Linked DNA regions of Capra hircus: region 2 is linked to region 1. A link is a contact called in public Hi-C data. All regions are on one chromosome and are shown on one strand. Each heading gives the region's core, a stretch centred on a gene start, on an enhancer-like site or on the middle of the called end of the contact. The rest is flanking DNA. Distances are from core to core; before and after follow the strand shown.

Region 1 (4,587 bases), core at 805-3,304:
GGATGAAAGTGTTTTAATCTTGATCTGGGCGGCAGCCGCATAGGTGTATGCATGTTAAGTGTATATAAGTGACAGTGTAATAAAGTATTCTGTGCATGTGTGTATGTGAGAAAGAGACAGATAGATGACAGAGACAGAGAGAGAAGGCTTGATTCTAGTTCCCAGTTCTACCACTGTGGCTTCTGGGCAAGTTAGCTAACACTTATGATTCCCTTGTCTCAACCATAACATGGGGATAACAATAGTACTTCTCACACAAGGTGGTTCTTACATTTTTATTTTACTGTGATTAGAGCACTTAATATGAGATCTACTCTCTTAAGAGATTTTTAGGTGTAAAGTATAATATAGTTATAGTCACAACACTATATAACAGATGTAGAACTTATTCATTTTGTATTCCTGAAGCTTTAAACCTATTGATTAGCAACTCTTCATTTCTCTCTCCCCCTTGGCAACCAATGTTCTGCTTTTGGCTTCTATGAATTTGACTATTTAAATTCCTTATATTAGTAAAATCATATAGTATTTGTCCTTCTGTAACTGACTTATTTCCTTTAGTATAATGCAGGGGTCCCCAACCCCCAAGGACCCTGGCCTGTGGCCAGTTAGGAACTGGGCCCCATAGCAGGAGGTGAGGTGAGTGGTGGATGAGAAAGTGAAGTTTCATCTGTACTTACAGTCACTCTGCATTGCTTGTCATGCCCACCCCCCATTACTGACTGAGCTCTGCCTCCTGTCAGACCAGTGGTGGCATTAGATTCTCATAGGAACACAATAAATGTAATGCACTTGAATCATCCCAAGACCAAACCCCTCCCCGCCCTTGGTCCATGGAAAAGTTGTCTTCCATGAGGTCAGCCCCTGGTACCAAAAAGGCTGGGTACCGCTGGTACAATGACCTCAAGGCTCCACCATGTTGTAGCATATTTTTAGGATTTCCTTTTTTTTAAGGCTTAATAATATTTCATTGTATATATATATATATATATATATACCACATATTCCTAATCCATTTATCCTTTAATAGACATTTAGATTGTTTCCACAACTTGACTGCTGTGAACAGTGTTGGGTGAGCATGGGAGTGCTAATATATCTTCAAGATACTGATTTTAATTCTTTTAGATAGCTACCCAGGAGTGGGATTGCTAGATCATACAGCAGTTCTCTTTTTAAATGTTGAGAAATTTTGACACTGCTTTCCATTAGTGGCTATACCATTTTGCATTACCACCAACAGTGTACAAAGGGTTAATTCCACATCCTTGCTAACTCTTCTTTGCTTAAGGTGGTTTTAAGAGTGGAATGAGATGATGCGCAAAACTCTCTTAGTCCAAGAGCCTGGAAAAAAACTAAGAGTTTGGCAAAAGTTATTCTCACTGTTGCTTCCTCATCCACCACTTACCCAACCAGGAACAGGCCCCTGAAGCCTCACCCGTCAAAAAACAGTTTCACCACTGTATTGTGTCAGATCCCCAGGCAGTGCTCCCAAGCCCTAATAACACTGAATGTTGTCATGCTCGCAGAACCCATGAGGCTCTAGTGACTAGAAAGATGCTTCATCGAGTTCTGAACAGGAAGCAGCAGTGGCAGCTGATAATCTGTGACCTGAATATAGCTATCCATTATCTCACTGTGGTTTCTTGTTTCCCTGACAGAGGAAACGCCTACGACTTTCTTGAAGTTATTCTAAACACTCAGTTCCCTGTTTAGCTCTGCCAGGATAAAGTTACCCCTGGGCACTCCTGCACTTTGAGCTGGGGACTCCCTTACAGGCTGTGGGTCTCAGCTCAGCCGTCAACCTATGGGGTAACTGTCCCCTCTACTTAGGAGGGTGGTGTCATGAGCAAACAGGGAAAGAGGCCAACAGTATCTATAGCCGTTGGAAGAGAAAACAAAACAAAGCAAGAAACCTTTACCACAACATCCCCTTTTTGTTCCTGTTTAAGAAACCAGCCAGGCAAAACCTCCATGCTGGGCGAGAGGCTGTCGCCAGTTTCTTCTGATCATCATTAGTTTCTGAGTTGCTCTTTGCCTCTAGTTGCTTCTCTCTGGTTCTGTTCTCCTCAGGGAAGCAAATCTGTCCTCTTGGTGAGTCCGCCCTCTGGGTAAGGAGTAAAGTGCAAGCCTAAGCTTCAGGCTTGAGCAGGAAAGCCCTGCTGACTCTTGTTCTTGTAGAATTTAGAGCCCAGGAGGCTCTTGGACAAACTGCAAAGGAGAGAAAGTTTGTCTTTGACTTCTCATTCCCTTGGCTCTCCTCTGACCAGCCTGTTCTTCACCAAAGCTTTTATGATACCAGTACTCACCATCTGGGGAATAATTCATTCTGAAGAATTAAGGATTTCAGGTGCACCCTCTCTCAGGAGTGCTTATGTTTTAAAAGAGAACTCAAGATAGTAATGCTTAAATCAAAGGACTACATCTCTGACATCTGGGGAGCTGTATTTGGCAGGAGGGGAAGGCCTTTGGGCTCTCTCTGGCCCCCTGGTGGCCATCACTTCTTGGTCAGTTCTCCAGATGGAGATGACACAGAATGACTAGTCTCAGAAGACTGTTTTTTTTCCTTAAGAGGAACAGGAAGGTAGAACTCCTGCAATCGGAACAAAATGGGGAAACTATAAAAGCAGGTGGCTTCAAAACACAGGGAAATGTGTTCAAAAGCTCCTCTCACAGGCCCAGAGTTTGTGCTCAGAGCTAGGAGGCCCCTAGGAAAGCTGGAGGAGTAAGTGGTTATTAACAGGTTCTGATAAAGAATCTGCCTGTAATATGGGGGACCCAGGTTTGATCCCTGGGTCAGGAAGATCCCCTGGAGAAGGACATGGCAACCCACTCCAGTATTTTTGCCTGGAGAATTCCACGGACAGAGGAGCCTAGTGGGCTACAGTCCATGGTTGCAAAGAGTAGGACATGACTGGACAACTAATGCTTTCAAGGGGTTCTGAGACGCAGTGGAAGCGACACCAGATTAGCAGGGACAAAAACAGCCTTCTCAAGGCCAGGCTGAGCCATCAGCTAGCCAAACCCTGAGCAATCCTTAACGTCTCTGGAGTTTGTTCTCTTCAGTTAAAATATTCCAGGCAAGAAGAACACACACTGAGATGTTGACAGAGGTCCTCCCTGGGTGTGGGATTACAGGTGGATTTAGTTTTTTTCTTAATGTCTGTATCAGCCAGTGTTTAGTCAGAGACACTACTAGGAATGTCATAGAATGAGTTTATTATAATGACTTGACATTTTGCAATTGTGGGAGCTGGTTAAACAACTTGTGTGTGACTGTAGAGTATGCTTCTGGTGCTGGGCTTGAAGTTAGGAGGGCAGGTGGTCAGGAAGAGTAGCTAGATGTGAACTGTGGGAGAGCAAAGGCAAAGCAAATTTGGAAAAAAAAATATATGGTGCTCACAAGGGTGAATTGGAAGCTCTGTCAATCTCTTACTGGGTCCTTTGTCATAGAGCTAAACACACACTGGGCCCAGGAGTTGAAAAAACTTCACATGAGATTTAGTGGGAACTGAAGGAACTGTGGGCCTAATTGCTACCTGGGGCTAACAAGGTAAGCCAGCAGGTGTGAGAATGTGTTTGAATTATGACAGCACCTGATTCTACACAGACCTTCTGAGTTTATGCAAATGTGTTTGTGGCTAATCCTAGCCCAGAACCAGACAAGGAAAGCAATTCTGAAAAACATAGTTTAAAATTTAGCTAGAGCTAAATTTAAAATTTAGCTAGATTGACATAGTACAAATTTACCATAATTCCTTTCTGTATTTGCTAAACCTTCTCCAATTAACACATATTACTTTAATAACCAGGAAAAATCTTTGAGTCCCTAAAATATTCAAATGGCTAATAAATATATGAAAAGATACTCAATTCACTAACCAATAGGAAAATGCAAATGAAAAGTACAACATGATATCCGTACACATCTACCAGAATGGCTAAAATGAAGAAGATAGACAACACTAAGTGCTAGTGAAACTATGAGCAACTGGAACTTGCTTTCATTGCTCATGGGGGTGTAAATCAGTACAACTATCAATACTTTGGAAAATTGTTTGGCAATATCTGCCAAAGTTCAACATATGTGTACCTTATGATTAGCAATTACATTTCTAGAAATACATATGTTCACCAAAAGACACATACAAGAATATTCAGAGCAGCACTATTTGTAATAGCTAAAAATCTGGAACAATTCAAATGTCCACCAATAATAGTATAGATAAATAGTTCATGATGAACTTACATAATCCACTATCCAACAATGAGAATAATAACCTATAACTACATATGACAATAAGGATGAATATCAGAAATATAACATTAAGTGGAAGAAACCAGACATAAAAGAATTCATACTTCTAATTCCATATATGTTGAGTTAAAAAATAAGAAAAATTAACAGATGCCTTTAATCTATGAACAGGGATTGGCCTTGAGCCATTAGTGACTGGAATGGGTCAAAAGGGGGCTTCTGTATATTTTTGAGATTAGTTGTTTGTCAGTTGCTTCATTTGCTATTATTTTCTCCCATTCTGAGGCTGTCTTTTCACCTTGCTTATAGTTTCCTTTGTTGTGCAGAAG
Region 2 (4,781 bases), core at 1,530-4,029, 88 kb before region 1:
GGCAGTGGGAGAGTGCACCCTTAAACTGCATGGTCAAGGACAGCCTCGGCATGGAGTGACATGTGATGGAACGGAGGTGACAGTGAGCCAGGTACACAGCTTGGGAAAAAGTTTCCTCACTTCTAAAATGAAGGCAGGGATGTCTGTGGCTTAAACGACGTATTTGAGTAAATGCTCCGCACAGTGCCTGGCACTCAGGGAGAGCCTCCTTTCCAAGGGTCCAGCAGTAAGACAGATGAGGTCTCCCAGGCTGGGCTTGTGCCCACGGCCATCACCAGAGACACGAGAGAGCTGGACCCACTCTCCATCAGCCTGGGCATTCACGGGGTCTTGGAACACTAACCAAGCCCTTCACCTGGCTCCATCACAGCCTTCCATTTGGGTGGGGCCCACTGGTGTCTGCAGCCTGCAGGGGAAGGCTACCAGCAGGGTAACCTCCGAGAGAGGACAGCCCAGTTAAAGCCACTGTCTGTGGGAGCCCTGGTCGTCCTCGGCCCCAGCCTTATGGGCTGTGGCGCCCTGCCATCCTGAAACAATGCTCAATGAGCCGTGTGGTTCCTGCCTACCACGCTCTCCCTGCTCCTGAGGAGGATCCTCGCTCAGCCGGCCAGCACCCCAACCTCTGTCTCCCATCCCTTTCCCCCTCACTCCCTGTCCTGTTCTCCACTGTGTGTCTGGGAAGAAGCACAGGGCTCCGTACAAGCAGCAGCAATGTTTCAGGAACAAGTCAGGTTTGCAGAACATCTTTTCCAGCTGCAGGGTTTGTCCTATAAACTCAGCATGCTGTGCTGTGCTTAGTTGCTCAGTCTTGTCTGACTTTCTGACCCCATGGACTGCAGCCCACCAGGCTCCTCTGTCCACAGGGATTCTCCAGGCAAGAATACTAGAGTGGGTTGCCATGCCCTCCTCCAGGGGATTTTCCCAACACAGGGATCAAACCCGGGTCTCCCACATTGTAGGCAGATTCTTTATCAACTGAGCTATCAGGGAAGTCCGAAACTCAGCATCCCCAAGTCCCGAACGCTAAGGCCACTGACCTGGCCTGGTCCACAGTGGTAGGTCCAGGCCCTGGCTTGACATCCCAAGGTGCTAACACATCAGCAGTGCTCCCGTCACGAAGGCGGCCTTCTCCCTTGGGACACTCCTCCTTCCAGTGACCGCTGAGCTCTGTTGCAGACCTTCTTCAAGGCTGACCCTCTTCCCACCCACCTTTCGACTGGGCTCGTCCCCACCCCCTCACACGGCCCAGCCCCCCCTTCCTGTTTGACAACAGCCACTTCCCGCTTTTGCACAGGGCCACTTCCTGCCTGCCTGCGTGCTACTGCCATGGAGAGACCCACCCCTGCCGGCCTTCAGCCCAGCTCCAACCACAGCCCTCTGCAAGGATTTCCACCTCAAGAGCTAGATGGTAACAGGAGCAGAAAGCAGAAGCGGCCGTTACCAAGATCCCCTTCAGGCCTTCCTGATAGCACCCTCAGGTGAGGGCCAAGCCCTGGACACCAGGACCCCTTGCCTCCCCCGCCTTCTGCACAAGAGCTTAAGACTGTCAGGGCACCACAAAGGCTGAAAACCCTTGACGAGAAGGGCAGCAAAGGCGTGACCAGATGCAGAGCAGAGGAAGCAGACGGTGAGGAGACCTCGAAACACCTCTCCCCGCTCCAAACTCACTTTCCTGCCCCACCAGGATGGAGTGCAGGGAAAGCCAGCCAGGTTCTCCACAGCCCTACAGAGACACACTGGCTGATTCAGTGACGTCTCTAAAACCACAAATGCTAGCACGGACTTCAACTAAGATCCTGCTGACATCTAAACATACAGCCCACTGTAAGTGGGCAAAGACACAAAGCCCTGCTCTGGCTAGCGGGACCCTCCCTAGGTTCTGATCTCAATGACATCCTCAACTTTTCGGAGTTATTTTGAAGGTCTGTGCCTGTGGTCCCAACATGGATCAGGAAAAGCTTCCCACAGCCCACCCAGTTCAGATGCTCTGTGTGGGCGTCTCCTCTGGCTTCCCCCTTCTGGCCCTCTGAGGCATCGCTCGGAGGAGAAGAAACAAGGGCAGCGCAGGGATTTGGTGTCATAATCCACATTCCCCAGCTGCTTATAAACAGCCCCTGGCCTTGGGAATCCCAAGCTACAATCCCATTGACCTCACCCTGACATTGTGATGCCACAGCCCTTCCTCTCTGAATCTCACTCTAAAGGTGCAAAGTCCCCAATTAAGAGCAAAAGTCTGTGTATCACATAAGAGCAGGGGCCACAGCTTCTAATTCATATCCATACACCTGGGGACTAGCTGAGGGCTGTGAATACAGCCCAGTGGGGCATGAAAAGTCGCCATGTGAACCCCCAAGGCTCTGTCCTTTGAACTGGTGTCCTTTCCTTCTCTTCAGCCCTAAATCAAGCAGTTTGAACTGGGTGACACGAAGACCTGAGCCTTACTCTGGTCTCTGGATCTTAAGACAGAAGCTTTAACTAAGGAGGACAAGGAGAGAGGCTCCAAGAAGAGGCCCATAGTGAAAGTCTTCCCAAACCAGCTTGGACAGAGAAAATCCCCATGGGGTCACTAGCAAGCCCCAAGAAGGCAAGGCTCTGCCTCTGGACACTCTCAAGGCCAGAACAGGGTCAGCCACTGAGCTCTCCATGCCCCCAGCAGGGCTCTGGGTGCCTGCAGCCTTTGCCCACTGTTTTGGTGACATTTCCTTCATGGTAACCAGCCCCAAGTAAAACATCCCAGGAAGCAGCCCCTAAAAATAGCTCCTCCCAGGGCAGCAGCAAGCTGGGGGAGGGGAAAGAGAGGGAGGAGAGAAGAGGGGAGCAGATGGGAAGCTGCTGCTGATAGGGCCCAGGAAGTAGAGGTGGTGTTTGGGGGGGAAGTGGCTGGAAACATCCCTACCATACAGCAGTCTCTACCCACAGAGGTATGTTCAGATGAGAGCGAGACTTCGTCAGTGGAAGGGAGGGATCTGCTCCACTGGGCTCAGAGCTCTGGGTCTAGATGGAGAGGCATGGAGGTGATCTATCAGGATTTAGCACAGAAACAAAATATCCAGAATCTGTATTTTAAAGGGAAGAGCCAAAGGCTAAATGATGACCACACTGCTTAAAGATGCTGGGATCTGAGCACTGACAATATCACTGGCATGCCTACAGCTCACAACGAACAAACCGGTCTTTTGCGTTCTGGTTTCCCCACCGGCTGTAAGGGAGATCTGTCTGGCCCATTGACAGAAGACAAAGGGCTTCTGCCGAGAAGCACTCGAAAGGTGCAAAGTGCCCATCTCTTCCTGTCACCACCCTTTTGGCACCCATGGGATCAGGCCCTTGTCAGCCTGCCAAGGCTGTCCAGAGAGCAGCACGCTCAGAGATGGGGCAGGAGCTGGTCACACCCACTCCACCCCTTCTCTGCCTCCAGCCTCCGCAGAGAATGGGGTCAGCCACTCACCTCTAGGGTTTCAGCACAGCCTCAAAGCTTGGAGCACAGCTCCTGACCAGGGCCCAGAGCAAGCAGCAGGAAGCAAGCATGGGCTTCTCCTACAGGATGGGGCCCCTTCCAACCTGCATCACCACCCTATGATGCTAGCACCCAAAATCACTCTGGGAAGGGGCGGGTGGGCAGGACGGCAGGCCACTGTTGTAGGAGCTAAATGACACAGCTCACAGCATGGCTGGATGATGAAACCAACCCTTAGCACAAAGAAGGGGCCTCCAAGCTGTTTCCTCATCCAGCGGGGAGAGTCAGAGGAGCTCAGTCACCTCTACACAGGATGCTCACTTCTCTGTCCACAGAAACTGGTCTGTTTTATCCAAGGAAAAGCACCGTTTCGGATCTAACCTCCTCAAATGCTTCAAGTCCCAGAGTCCCGGTGCTCCAGTGCCGTATAGATCTCTCTTACTCCTGCCCCCCTTCACTGCTGCATCACCCTCCCCTCTCTTCATCCTTAACAGGGAAGTCTCACTTGGAGATACCACAGGGGACACAAATGTCATGGGGGCTACTCAGGCCAACACTAAGGGGGCGGAGACTTTCAGCTGGCACCACCCGGGGGGATCCTATTTCAGTCCCCAGGGCCAGCTGGACCAAGAAAGTTCAGTCCCCAGGGCCAGCTGGACCAAGAAAGGCACAGCCTTTGCCCTTCTGGTGGCCAACATGCCACAATTACAGCCACTCAGCTTGCCACAGCCTTGGATGTGAACTGACACCCCAATCTGGGGGCTCAGAAGAGGCCCCTAATCACAGAACAGCCCGCGTGCACAGATGGTCACAGAGCGGCAGAGACACCACCTGGAGAAGGCTGGGCCAAGGTGTGTCTGGTAAATATCAAAGAGCATGGCAAGAGCAACTGTCACGGCTGTCGCTTTTTAGACGGCATTTCTTAAACGTGTGGCTCAGGGCCCACCTGCATGAAACTCACTAAGGCACTTGTTAAAAGTGTAGATTCTGAGGCTCCACCCCAGACTTCCCAAAGCAGAATCTCTGGCTAGAGCCCAGGAATCTGCATTCTTAACCAGTCTTCAAGGTGATCCTCTTGCACACTAAAAATTGAAAACTGCTGCTTAGAGGAAGTCCTGACATTGCCCTAAAAGGCCATTTATGACAGGGAAGGAAGACGATAAGCTGCAATATCCTCCTTTATCTCCCACCTGTCTTATTCCCCAAGCACAAGTCTTTAACTTCATCTGTTCTCTCCTACAGTTGTGTCAGGACTACAGCCTGGTCCATGGATCAGAGAGAACCCAAGCCAGTGCCAGGGTACAAGGGTTCCAGCAACCTGGCTATG

What was found. Hi-C and Micro-C count contacts between places; a contact is called where the count stands out from the background.
Region 2: a Hi-C map of blood shows a contact between it and region 1, with 3 times the contacts expected there. The contact joins two enhancer-like sites. A contact is called at or near these places in 2 of 5 Hi-C or Micro-C datasets (blood and liver).

Annotation. Positions count from the first base shown.
Region 1 is chr28:15,791,653-15,796,239 of ARS1.2, reverse strand. No RefSeq gene overlaps it. Among named protein-coding and RNA genes, the nearest start is that of VCL, 36 kb to the right of the region's middle. Within about 2 kb of position 2,054, at least 4 of the 5 cell types and tissues checked have an H3K27ac peak or open chromatin away from gene starts, as enhancers often do.
Region 2 is chr28:15,880,434-15,885,214 of ARS1.2, reverse strand. The region is part of intron 2 of CAMK2G (calcium/calmodulin-dependent protein kinase type II subunit gamma); the gene reads right to left. Among named protein-coding and RNA genes, the nearest start is that of CAMK2G, 7.4 kb to the right of the region's middle. Within about 2 kb of position 2,779, at least 2 of the 5 cell types and tissues checked have an H3K27ac peak or open chromatin away from gene starts, as enhancers often do.